2 separate regions of the Danio rerio genome follow, and region 2 is linked to region 1. The links are chromatin contacts, called in public Hi-C maps. All regions are on one chromosome and are shown on one strand. Each heading gives the region's core, a stretch centred on a gene start, on an enhancer-like site or on the middle of the called end of the contact. The rest is flanking DNA. Distances are from core to core; before and after follow the strand shown.

Region 1 (6,738 bases), core at 3,111-5,610:
TGCGTTTTGAAGATAACAAAACAATAAATGAAAAACGGCCCGAGATCTACAGTTGTACTAGCCTTGCTCAGCCAACAGAGGGCAATTCTGTTAAACATTCAACCAGGACGCTATTTTCCATATGGATCAAGCCAAAATGAAAATGTACTAATTTTCTCACCATCAAGTGGATCCAAATTGTGTCGTTCTTATGCTGTACACAAAAGATATTCTGAAGAATGTTGATAACCAGTTGCCATTACCATTTTTAAGAGAAAATGCTATGGATATCGACAGTTACCAATTACTTGATGCTTTTGAAAGGGATAGTTCACCCTAAATAAAAACATACATATTTACTTTCCCTTAAGTGCTTCCAAGCCTTTATAAGTTCCTTTCTTCAGTTTAGGACAAAAGAAGGTTTTTTGAAGAAAGCTCAATTTTACATTCACATTACTTAATTTAAAAACAAAAATATAAATAAGCTATTAGCAAAGTAGGTCACATGTGTTCAACTGCTTGCTGTTAAACAATCAGTCATGCATGCCTGGCTAGCGAGGTGAAGAGGTTAGTTTAGAGAGGGCTGCAGTGGCATCTGTTTAAAAATCTGATGTGTTGGTGAAATATGTGCAGCACTTGTGGGTTCAGGGTGGACGAGGGTGGGCTGGAGAACAGGTAGTAATCATCATGAACTATGAAATAATGAATATTATGAGGATGATGAACTGTCCGTCTGCAAGGGGATAGTATCAGTGAGCTGAGCGACAACATAACTTTTGGAGTTTTAACAAGGAACAAGGAAAAATTGCCACACTTTGGTATACAACCCTAAATTAGAAAAAGGTGAGACATTATGGAAAACGGAAATAAAAAAGTAAAGTAGTGATTTCTAAATGTACTTTGTCTTGTATTTTATTGCAGACAATAGAACAAACATTATTTAATGTGTTCCTCTGGATTTTTATAATAAATGAGCATCTGTTGAGGTATGGATTGTGTCAGTCCCTTTGGAAAAAGCAACTTCTGTGATGGCACCATCAATACTGAAAAGTACAAAGAAATTTTGGAGCACAATATGCTGTCTTCTAGGGCTGTGCGATTACTCGAATCGCAATCGCAATAGGAAACATTGCAATTAGTTAATAGCAAGAGGCTGTGATATGAAATATATGTGTTTTTTAATTTCCCCCAACCATTAGCCCATTGAGTGAGCACACTTTTGTTCTGCCCAATCTGAATTGCACACATGAACTATGCGGAAAAAAAAGAAAACAATCAGGAAAGTGTGGACAAGTGGGATAATGGCATCTGCTGCTTCAAAAGCATTAATAGACAAATTACTATCAAAGAAAAACAGCATTAGTAATTTGGGATTATTTTGGTTTATTAGTCACAGACACCAAACAAAAACAGGTCATTTTTAAGAGTGGTCACAGAATTGTTGCTACATTTTACAAATTATTGAGCTAAAGCTTGACTACAAAATTGCATCGCAAATCAAATTGCAATACCTGTTAAAAGAAAAAAAAAAACGCAATTAGATATTTTCCCCAAATCACACAGCCCTACTGCCTTCTTTTCCAGAAAAGCCCATGCATATTTCAACAAGACAATGCAAATCCACATTTTGCACACATTACAAAGTCTTGGCTATAGAGGAAAATGTACTTCACTGGCCTGTCTGCAATTCCGACCTGTCTCCAATAGAGAATGTGTGGAGCTTTTTGAAGTGCAAAGTGCGACAACGATGACTCTGTACTGTTACTGTTCATCATTTGCTGTCTTCAGTCCCTAAAAGTGTTGTGAAAAGGAATGGCAACATTACAAAATGGTGAATGCTTTACTGTTACAACTTTTTTGAAAAGTGTTGCAGGATCCAAAACCTGGAATACGTGTTTATTTTGAAAACAACAAAAACTATAAACATCACGAGGAACACAATAAATAACGTTTGTTATATTGTCTGCAATGAAATACAAGTCAAAGTAAATTTAGAAATCACTTCTTTCTTTCTTAATTATTATTTTTTTTGCATTTTCTATACTGGCAGAACTTTTTCTGAGATTGTGTTTCCGACATAGTAGCATATACAGTGGTGTATATAATTATTTACTGTAGTCTAAACTGAATTGATGCTGAATTCTGTTGGCATTGGCTGTCTGTGTGTGTGTGTGTGTGTGTGTGTGTGTGTGTGCGTGCGTGCGTGTGTGCGTGCGTGTGTGCGTGTGTGTGTGTGTGGCTGCTTTACATTTTTTCCACTTCTGAATATTGATTTAATAGATAATGTTCATTTGCAATTCAACAATGAAGGTTATGTGCAAAATGTCAGTCAAGGATTTGTCCCACCACCAAAATGTCAACTGACAATAGCTAATAACAACACTGTCAGTTAGATCTGCCAGAAACGATTAAAATGGCAGGGAGATGATCTAAACAGTACTGATATAATTCCAAATAAATCAAAAGAATCACAAATTTAGACATTTCATAGACAAAACGACTCCTTTCTGAAATATATATGAACCAAGAATGTCATATGGTTTAAATGACACGAGGGTGAAGGCGTCACGGTGGTGCAGTGGGTAGCATGATCCCCTAACAGCAGAAAGGTTGCTGGTTTGAGTCTCGCCTCGGTCCGTTGGCATTTCTGTGTAGAGTGTGCATGTTTTCCATGTTCGTGTGAGTTTCCTCCGGGTGCTCCGGTTTCCGCCACAAGTCCAAAGACATGTGCTATGTGTTAATTGGGTAAACTAAATTGTCCGTAGTGTATGTTTGTGAATGAGAGTGTATGGGTGTTTCCCAGTGATGGGTTGCATCTAGAAGGGCATCCGCTGTGTAAAACATATGCTGGATAAGTTGGTGGTTCGTTCCGCTCTGGCGACCCCTGATTAATAAAGGGACTAAGCCGAAAAGAAAATGAATGAATGACATGATGGTGAGTAAAAATAACATTATTACTTAAACCTGCTTGTTAATACCAATAATGAATCAGCCAATCACAAGATAGCAGCTCAAATCATTTAGGCATGTATGAAGTTCACAGCAAGCTTCAGAATAGGACAGAAAGGGGGTTTTAAGTGACTTTGACCATGGGATGAATTCTCTGTATTTCAGAAACTGCTGATACTGTGCTCTTCTATAAACATCCAACTCTAGTGTTTACAGAGAATAGTCTGAAACAAAATCTCTTATGAACACAGCTGGACATCAGGCATGCATAAGAAAGCTCAGAGCTGATATCCTAAAGATGACAGTGAGTTCACTCAAATGTCCTCTACGGTCCTACATTTATTGATTTAAAAACAAAATAAAGTCCAAGAGTCGCCTCACAGCAGGAAGATTGCTGATTTGAGTCCCAGCTGGTTCAGTTGTCCTTTGCGTTGGCGTGGGAGTGCTCCGGTTTTCGCCACAGTCCAAAGACATGCGCTATAGGTGAACTGAATAAACTAAATTGGACGTGGTGTATCTGTGTGAATGTAAGAGTGTATGGGTGTTTTCCAGTACTGGATTGCAGCTGAAAGAGTATCCACTGCGTAAAACATATGCTGGATAAGTTGGCGGTTCATTCCACTGTGGTGACCGCTGATGAATAAAGAGACTAAGCCAAAGGAAAATGAATGAATAAAGTCCAAACACTTAATTTCTCTATTCAATCTACACTCGCACTACAATTAATTTCCAGCAGAGGTCCCTCCAGTAACAACTATAAATCTGGCTGACCATGTGCTTCCTGTTGTTGGACTCAATGGAGTACTTCATCTGACTTTTTGGACATTTTTCTTGACCATGGAGGGGGGAAAACAACCTGACTGCATTTAGATTTACTAGAAGAAATTACAAATATTAAAACAAAGATTCATGTTAAACTGTTTGCTGGACACTTGTTAACCTCTGCTTAGTAGATCAGCTTTCATAGTAAAACGTAATTTTATATTAAAGCAGTGCTTTAGTCGTGTTGGTGATCCACTATCGTTGCAAGCATATCCAAAACCCACCAAACTTTCTGAAAGCAGCTAGTGATTTTATCAAACACAATACTGATTATGGATATTTCATGAATTTAAGCAGAAACGCATACAGAGATAATTGTATAAATGGATTCTCTCACAGGGAAGAAGACATTTAGTGACATGAACCAAACTCAGTTTAATTTCTGTGCTTTTTAAACTGTACGTCTGGTCTTGTCTTGTGAGTCTTCACAGCCTGTCAATCCAAGAGTGTTTCTCTGAAACAGGCACACTTCAGATCCACACTTGATCTGCTGAGGAGGCATCAGTTCAGAGCCGTGAACTTCTTCTCCATGACGCATCCCCTCCTCCATTAGCCATCAGGACGGGGGCAGAGGGAGGGAGGGAGGCATAGGGGGGGAGGAGCTCTTTTGTCCCGAGCGGCGTTGTGGCTAATCTAAAGACCTGTGATGGACGCCTCTGTGGCGGCGGCACAGGCCGATGGTCTCCACCCCAGAGAGGAGCAAGGGGGGATGGGGCATCGCGTGAGAGGGCACGGGGGAGGAGCGCTGGAGGAGGAGGAGGCGGTGAGCGCTGGGGGAGGGGGGAAGGTCATTAGTCAGCATGGCGAAAAGGAGAACAGCAGGACACAGTGCCACACATTACAGCCCCACCACCTCCTGCATTGTCCTCCATCACAGGCCAAATGACTGCTGGAGGATTCACAGAGTTAAGTTTCTAATCTCTCTATAGGGGGGCCGGGGGGTCTCTTTTGTCATTGTAATCTAGAGGTTTGGGCAGGTAAGGTATATAACACATGTAAATGAATGATTCCTGCTCTGGAGAATGAGGGGGAGATGGGTAGTAGGGCCGCACTATATGATGGAAAAAAACTGTGATGTTTTGTTTTGTATCGGAGTAGGGGTGTAATGATACACTCCACTCATGATACAATGTGTATCACGATATAATGTTCACACTTCAATATGTATCACAATATTTGGAATAAAAGTTGAAAATGAAACTGAAATGCAAATAAAAGATTTATTTTAAAAATGACCAAGTTAACAATTTATGTCCAATTTATCTCTAAGTTATCTATGTAATTCTTTTGTTTAAACTTCTTTCATTTAAACTGAACCTTCTTTAAGAAAATAAATTGAATAGACCCGTCTCTGGAAAATAAAACAATTATAAACTTATAAAATAATACTGAAATGACAGAGACAAAATTAAGAGACAACTTCTTAAAGAAGTAAAGGTGCAAAAAATAGCATTCTATTCAAGTGAATTTAACAACAGTAGAGCTTAAGGCTTTGCTTGTTCATTTGCAGGTTTTTTTTTTTTCAAAAAAAAAAAAAAAAATCTAAATTTCTACATTTTCAAGTAGTCTGCAGTACTTTCTAGAAGATAATCCTGAACTTCCATGTATCTGTCTGAGAGGTTTTTATGAATATCTGTCTTCATGTTGGTTATAGTTGTGGAATCCTTCTCATCGCGTGTCATTCTCTGTACTACCATTCATTTTAAGGGCACGATGAGTGACTGGGTGAACGTCTTTTCTTCAAACAGGACAGTCGTGGACTTTTTCAGTGGTTTAAGCAGGTTTACTATTTCTTTGACATCACTGATGTCGCGTTATCGAGTGTATCAAGTTGACGTGCATTTTTGCGTACCTCTGTGCTCAAAAGAGTTGCCGTTATTCCAGCGTGTTGCTCGATGTAGCGCTCAAGCATATCTTATTGAGCTGTTTCATCGTGTTGTAACATCCAAGATAAGCTTGCATGATGCAATCTCAAGCATCATTTGCTTTGTTGCGAGTACAGCTGTTGCAGTGGCACTGCCACTACTTTTCTTACTCGACCAAGCATTCGACACAGGGAACATTTAAACCTGCTTGCGATGTGAGATTAAGGATGCATCCAAAACTGCATACTTCCATACTATATAGTACACTAAAATCAATATGCGAGCAGAGTAGTATGTCCGAATTCATAGAATTTGAAAATCAGTATGCAAGCAGTAGGCAGATGACTCACTACTTCCGGCGAGATTCTGAAATGCGCATTCCATGCACGCTGCGCTATCCCATGATGCCCCGCAAGAGAATTCATTAATGGTAGTGAAGCAACACAACTGACGCAGGTAGGTCACGTGACCATGACAGAATGGCGGATGTAGTACATCCGAATTCCATTCATACAACTCACATTCATAAGGTATAGAATGTACTTTTCTAACGGGCGAGAAGTACGTTTAAATTCAAATGCAGTACCTACTGAGTAGTACGCAGTTTCGGACGCACCTTTAGTGTATGAGCAAAACACTTAATGTGAGGTGCCAATCCAACTTCTATTGCTGCTACGTCCATGTTGCGTGCGTTGTCAGTAACGACAGCAATGCTATGATTAGCCCTTTCAAGTCCCTACTCATGAATAGGTGCTTTTAAAACTTCGGTTATGTTTGACCCAGTATGCGTGTCAAAAAGCAGACGAGTCTGAAGCAATGACTGTAAAACCGAAGTGTTGCCAGACATCCGACTTATAAGAGGGTGGGGCATCTATTTCAACTCCACTCATCTTGGCCTGCTAACGTTACTGCTGCTAGTTCAAGCAATCTGAACTTACGTGCGACAGCAGGTGGAACGTAACTCACATGCAAAGACCTCAACCAATAAGAGAAAACAAATGTCATAACGTAATAAAATCGTATTAACGCCACAATGCATATTGTGACATTTTCGCATTAAATCGTACAACGATAAATCGTTACACCCCTAATATCCCTATATGAACAACTTCACCATATTAAT
Region 2 (6,738 bases), core at 1,270-3,769, 74 kb after region 1:
GGACAGTGTTTTTCCATATACAACAACAGAACTGATTTGCATATGCACTGTATTGTTTCAAGGTTTGTAGCCCCTTTTTTTCTGAATTTCATTCAGGCACATACTATAGATACAGAAACACATTTTAATAGGTTTAAAGGTGAAGAGTTTGTTGTTTGGGTCATGCTTTACTATGGCCTTTAAACACCAACTTACACTAGTTCACATGGGTTTGTGAACATGGCCGGCTGGATTGTGTACAGTTATCTGATGCCATGAACTTCTTAAAGTAAATTTAGCAAAATATAAGGTGAGATTTGACAAAATTTGTCAAATTATCCTATAAGAGTTCAGACACCAATTAAAAATGCACGTATACACAATTACAATTCATTTTAAGTAACAAAACTGAACAAACGAAATCACTTTAGTTCATTAAAAAGCCTAACTAAATCAATTATTTGTATTCAAACGAACTGCAACATTAATTTACACAACTTACAAATAATGTTTAACACGAATCACTACAGGATTTGACGATACTAAAGTGTACTCAAACTTTTCTCTAAAGACAAAAGAGGAACCGGCACTTGACTTTTCGATTTGATGCAACTAGTGAACAAGCCCCAGCAACCACAAGAAAAGGCAAGCGAGATGAAAAGCCTAAAGCGACTACAAAGCAGCCTCACATCTGCTCCGCCATACCGGCTTCATATCTGCTCATTGAGTGGACCTACACACATTAAAAGCTGCCATCTTAGGTTAAAGACATGAGAGGGAGCGAGACAACGACGATACGATCTTCAAACGATTCTTTGTTGCAGTTTCAGGTTTAAATAACATTTAAATCAACTTTAAAACGCCAAGTCGTGTACTTTTGTTCATTTTTAACAACAAAACACGCACGCGTGTTAAAACTCGTATCAAACCCTATATTGGAGTAAAAGTAAATTTTTTTCCACTCTTCGTGACTTTTAAACGCTGTAAATTAAACAGGTGCTTTTTAAGTTTTCTGCGCGTATTTATTACGCAGATTAGCTAATAAAGGCAATTTTAACTTGATAGAAAACAAAATGTAAACTTTTCAAAACAAGTAAACATGTCCAATAATAAACCAGGTGCGTTTTCCCCCAGTTCCCGATCCCCCTCCCTTTAAACCGTCTACCTGTTGAGGGGCCAAAGGGACAAAAGAAACGTGTGATGAGTTGTGTCCAGCTAGCTAGTTAGCTTGTTGTGAGACAATGAAGTCGACGCTGTCCGTCTCTTAGCAGATCGGCCACTTCCAAGCAGCTAATTACCCCAGCGCACGCCTGCCTCTGAACGCACTTCTCCCAGCCGAGCACTCGATCAAAATAACACAGATTGCCGAATCCAGAGCACAAGCAGCACACGTGAAGTGTGTTTATCAAAGTATGTTGAAGTTTTGACTTTCATAAACGGATAAAAAAAAGAAAACGAGGGGTTGACCATCTGGCCTCAAGCAACCTTCCATGGTATCTATATTGTCCTTCGGACAAGCGCACTTTCCGACACGCTTTGCTGTTTCCACACGCTATTTCGAGCATCATCGAGCGATAAAAGGAAAAACACAATTACAGCAACTTTGGCGTGATTCTTACTTGCAGTTTTGTGCGCTTGAAAACTATTTAATAAGTGTAATTGTTGATAGAAGGGGTCGGGGATCTCCCTCATTCAGCTCGGCCAATGACTCACCTCTAACGTTACGTTCAAACCACCTCGTGTCTCAACAATTAGCTAGCTAACGAACGCTTACTTTATACGCTTTTGAAAAAAATAGTTTTACCCATTAACGTTATAATATGAAGTGTACAAATGTTGTCTTACAACTTGAAAGGAAAAAGTCCTTGTATCCAATTTATCTCAAATATTTATCGCTTCCACTCCTATAGGGATCCGTGCGGCTCTATACAATGCAGTGCGCGTGAGCTAAATGAGCTAATGTTAGCATGTGCTCGAGCTAGTTTGAGATTCTTCGAGAAGTTAAAATGCCAAGAAACGAAAAAGCCAACGTGTGGTGTGTGTTCTTCCAGCGAAACATTTAATTGAAATAACTTTTTTGCCGTTTTAAAACACCGTTTTCACCGCGAGCACCACCATGGCTGAAAACAAGTTAAATGGCACTCAAAAACAGTTTTCTCACAATGAAAGCACATGTATAATTGTACAAAAACGCAACAAACGCCTGGGACTATCTAATAAGTTTGTGTGCGATTGATAAAGTTTGTGGATTCGTGTCGTATCGTTAGAAAGAAAGGCAAATGCTTACCCAACTCAACGCGGGTCAGTTTAGGGTTTTCGCCAATTAACTCCTCTTCGTATATCCAGAAAATCCGTTTAAATACGCGAATAACTGTCGAAATTCAAATAGTGCCGATGAAGTCGGCGTCTCAGCGTCCCGTCCTCGCTGACTCTGCTTCTCTCCTTTGTGTTAATTTCACTCAATTCGAGTTTAATCCGATCGATCCGGGCAGTCGCGTTCTCGTGTCCTCTCCTCTAGACACTCGCGCTCGCTCACCTTCCACAGGCAGGGGGCGCGTGCATGACTCTTACTGGATAAACATGCGTGCGCGTGAGTGACCTCGCCGGGCTGTGACGCAAGTGCCTTTTCTTTTATTTTACAGGTCTTTATAAGCATTTATTTGAAAATAATTGTCTCGGATAAACTTTTATGAATGGGCTTCTTCTATAAATGTTGTTTTGAGACTTCGTTATATTATATTTAAGAATTTTCAAGGAAAATAAACATTGTGTATATACACACTTGCTGAAATGTTGTAGGTTCAGGGGAATGTTTGTTTGCTGACTTAAGAAGTCATGTAAATATCTTTATGTATTGTTAAAACACGAAAAAGTGTGTTTTACTGCAATGTAGTGAGTGAATGTGTTTCACATTTTAAAAAGATTTAGGTACAGCATGATGAAATTGCTTTCTTGAATCTGATTAACTTACTACATTTACATTCATTACTCTACAGCTCAAATAACTATACCGTTGATAAACAATGGCATCAAAGCCATACGTAAACAAGGTGAATTTACCTGAAGCGTAAAGCAACCAATCCCTGTTGGCGCCTGTAGCCCGGATGTTCAGGCCTGTCCTTGATCTAAATGCCTGCAGACCGTAATAAACTGAGCATTTCTTTGGCGCCATTACATGTTTTGACATTAAATGTAACACGTTGCGGAGTTGTGTTTGTAAGATTATTTAACTGTAACGCCATTTTCTAAACAACTATGAATATTTATTTTTGGTAAAAAATATAATTAGTATTAAGTTAAATGCTTTTAGTTGTTCCAGACAGCTATGAAAGAAAGTTCTTTCAGAAAGTTCAGACAATGATCATTGGTTAAAATAATAATTTAATTTATGATTTAATCAGCGATATTCCATCTAATATTGACTTACAGCTAAGTTCCAGGTATTTTTATTGTCATCTAAAAATCAACGCGTCTAAAACAAATTGCTGTAAAATAAATTAAGTTAAAATAAATGATGAATGAATGTCATCTTCATAATAAATGAACTCCCACACATACATAAGCAAGCAAAAACACGCTGAGTTTAGAAGGTTTTATTATATTTTTTTCGTGATAGCATTTAATTTTGAGAACACAGCAAATAAAGTTGAGGGTCACAAAGTTACTCCAGGTTTGGCTTTATCACACCCCTTTCACAACAGACAAGATGTTCACCATATATTTATTTATTAACAACATAGTGCCAAGAGAAAGCAAGTCTTTACACAATCACTCAGACACCTAAATTAATGTGGATCTGCACTGACGTTACACTGCGGACTGAATTGGAGAAAAAATGAACTTTAAAGACAGGAAAGAAAAACAAAACTCTTTATATGCATACAGATGCATGCATACGTGACGACTTGTATGGATGTATAGGCATAGGTATGTATGCGTGAGTGTCTGTCTAATGGATAAGTGAGTCTAGCGTTATCATATGCAATATGCGATTGCACGTCAATCACTGAAATGATCCTGCGGAACATGAATATGTTATTTCTGTTGACGTCCCAAAATCCTTTTAAGGCAAACAGCAGATCTAGTTCTGGAGAGGTGATCCATAACTGGAGCCATGATTTTTAGAACACAGGTAAACACAAATTTGGCATTAAAATAGGTATATAGAGCCATAGTTTCTATACAGAGAGGAGGTTCGGAGGGGGCACGAATACGAGGGGTCAAGGCAGATGGCAGGACCAAACTAAAACAAATGAAGTAAAAGATTACCTTAAAATGGTGTCAAAGCAGGTTTTTGGAAATATCGCAATACTGTTGCAGTTTTTCAAGCTCTATTCATACAGTATAGAATTTAAGCAAATTCATTACAGAATTCTAGCTCGGTCAACGTACACCAAAGCAAGAAATGATAACTATATATACAGAATGTGAATGATAAATACAGATTTAAAACAGTCCTGCTTCTTTTTCTTCACTTTGATAACACCCGTTCCTTTTTTATTAGATTTTTTTAGACCAGCTCTACGATCCTTTTTATTTTGACTTCAGGGTTTACCACAGTTTTCATTGAGATCACCCACATCAACTGATTAAAATACTATAGATGACTTTGTAGTGTTTAATACAGTTCAAACGGGCAAAAAACAAAAACAAACAAAACAAACAACTTGCTGAAAAAAAACAAAAAACAAACATGAATAGATTTACCATATTAACTCCAAAGCTCCTGCCTTTTTCCTTACTAGTAACCATATAATGTCTGCTGCAGCCCAAACAGGCTTCAGGAGTTTGTCAGGAGGTTTGAAGAGGACCTGGACTTTATAAATATACTTGTTTTTTTTTTTTTGTCGTTTTTGTTTTTGGACAGCCATCTAATATATGATCTGAATCCGGGGCCTGGGCTGTGGGAGGTTAAGAAAATGTTAGTGAGCCCGACCAGTCCAGTAGAAACGTAAGGGGCGGAGGGAGACGTGGAGGAGACTGGAGGGTAAAGGCCAGAGCTCAGCAACAGCCCCCTCCGGCTTGCTGTCCTCCCTGACTGCCGCCCATCGTGGAGTTGGTGGCAGCATGCTGGGGTCCAATCTTAATGCCGTTAGCCTGCGCACACAAATAAAAATCACACTTCAACACTCTGCTCCATTTCAGAAGACAAGACCTCACAAAAGTAAAAAGAGCTCGTGTGAAAGCATGGTGATTCTGTACTGTCACATAACGCTGTATTAAGCAGAAAATACCAGCCCCTGTAGGCCTGAATTAGTGGGCTGCTTTTGTCAGCGCTGAGGCGGGAGAACCTCTGGAGTGTTATTCCAGCAGCTACACAGGGAAACCTGCCAGAGCTTTAAAAACACACGCACGCACACCCAAGCTGGTGGCACTTTCATTCATCACACAAAAGGCAACCACCGAGCCAACTTTTCCCTTAAGCGGGCTCGCGATCAAAACCGGCACGTCGTAGCGAGGTTGTGCTTTTGTAACATTCTCAGGAAACTCCACGTTGCGCCAAATCTGATTTATAGTGATCTGGGGTGAGCTCACATGCGAGTCTTCAGGTTCCTGGCCAGGATCTGTATCAGCTGATGCGGTTTGGACCGTGTGCCTTAACTGATTTTTTTTTTACTTTTCCAACTACCGCAATAAAATAGCTGCAGTGGCCTCACCTCCATCAAACCGGCTGTAACTTACAAGAAGTGAGGAATTTATGTCTTGGCCAGCAGCCAATGGAGAGAAACTGAAGGGCCGGAGGGCTTGTGTGGAGCTTCTCCTCTGGAGAACATCTGCGTCCATGATCCTTCTGCTACCTCTCTTTTCAGTTGTACATTAATATCGCTGTCAAAACGGTCACCACTATTACAGTCCCAAACATTTTAATCAACTGTTACAATGCCTGCATCACATGCAAACCAGTACAATAATATCAGCTACACTCCATTGGATATTACATGAAAATTTGCATAGATTTAAGGATGCACAATGTGGCTGCTGTGAGAAAACGTCACCAGAGTACAAAGGGTATCAACCATCTAATGTGAGGCCTAATTTGTTAACCTACTTCGAAGATGTAAATAATTAAAGTGTCTGACATACGAGTAGCAGATGTTTACCATAAAATGAAAGCTGTATTAAAGTAATTTTGTCTAAAATTAAATGTTTTTAATTAATGTAATGTAGAGTGCTTTTATAGTGGGATTTAGGGTTGCACTGTTTACCGGTACTATGGTAGTATCGCGATACTAAGGCTCCAAAATACTGGGGTGCAGCAGTAGTTTGTTAACGGTAGTATCGCCATTATCTGTCAATTTACAATAGATATTGCTGCATGTGGAAAAGTCACTAAAATGCTCACATGTTCGTGCAACAATGGACCACTTTGTTTTAATGGTGTCTGGAACCCTTTAAGGTTGATTGTTTTGTGATGTTTCGAACACATATCTGAATCGGTTCATTTCTGTTCCTTTCAATATGATTTAGTAGCTACAACAAACGAGACAATCTCTTAAAAAGAAACCACTCGCAAAGTGAATTTTTCAATGACTCGTCATCTAATAAGACAGACCAAAAAAAAAAAAAAAGGATGGAAAAAATCCAAAATAGCAACAGGAAATTTTGAAACTATTTTTGACCATTTCATATAGCCTAGTAGTGTTGTAAAAATGATCTTTTTGTAACTAATTTCATTTGGTATAATTTGTATCTTTATTCTAAATGTATTTGTTTGTCAGTTATCTAAAAAAATAACTTGGTCAGTTTGTTCAATTTAAT

The links. A called contact is a pair of places that touch in the nucleus more often than the background predicts.
Region 2: a contact with region 1 is called in a Hi-C map of hematopoietic stem cells, with 4 times the contacts expected there. The contact joins the promoter of chd7 here to the enhancer-like site in region 1. A contact is called at or near these places in 8 of 18 Hi-C or Micro-C datasets (caudal fin, embryo, fibroblasts and 3 more) and 1 of 4 datasets of contacts at active chromatin or transcription factors (caudal fin).

The regions. Positions count from the first base shown.
Region 1 is chr2:24,971,986-24,978,723 of GRCz12tu, forward strand. The region is part of intron 1 of LOC141378051 (a long non-coding RNA gene); the gene reads right to left. Among named protein-coding and RNA genes, the nearest start is that of trnak-cuu, 3.7 kb to the left of the region's middle. Within about 2 kb of position 4,361, at least 43 of the 62 cell types and tissues checked have an H3K27ac peak or open chromatin away from gene starts, as enhancers often do. A contact at or near this core is called in hematopoietic stem cells and skeletal muscle, where this site is marked.
Region 2 is chr2:25,047,572-25,054,309 of GRCz12tu, forward strand. It overlaps chd7 (chromodomain helicase DNA binding protein 7), which reads right to left and starts at 2,520. Exons shown (of 38, transcript XM_692864.9): 1 at 2,267-2,520. rab2a (RAB2A, member RAS oncogene family) reads right to left here. Exons shown (of 8, transcript NM_201454.2): 8 at 3,558-5,076. The coding sequence ends at 4,981.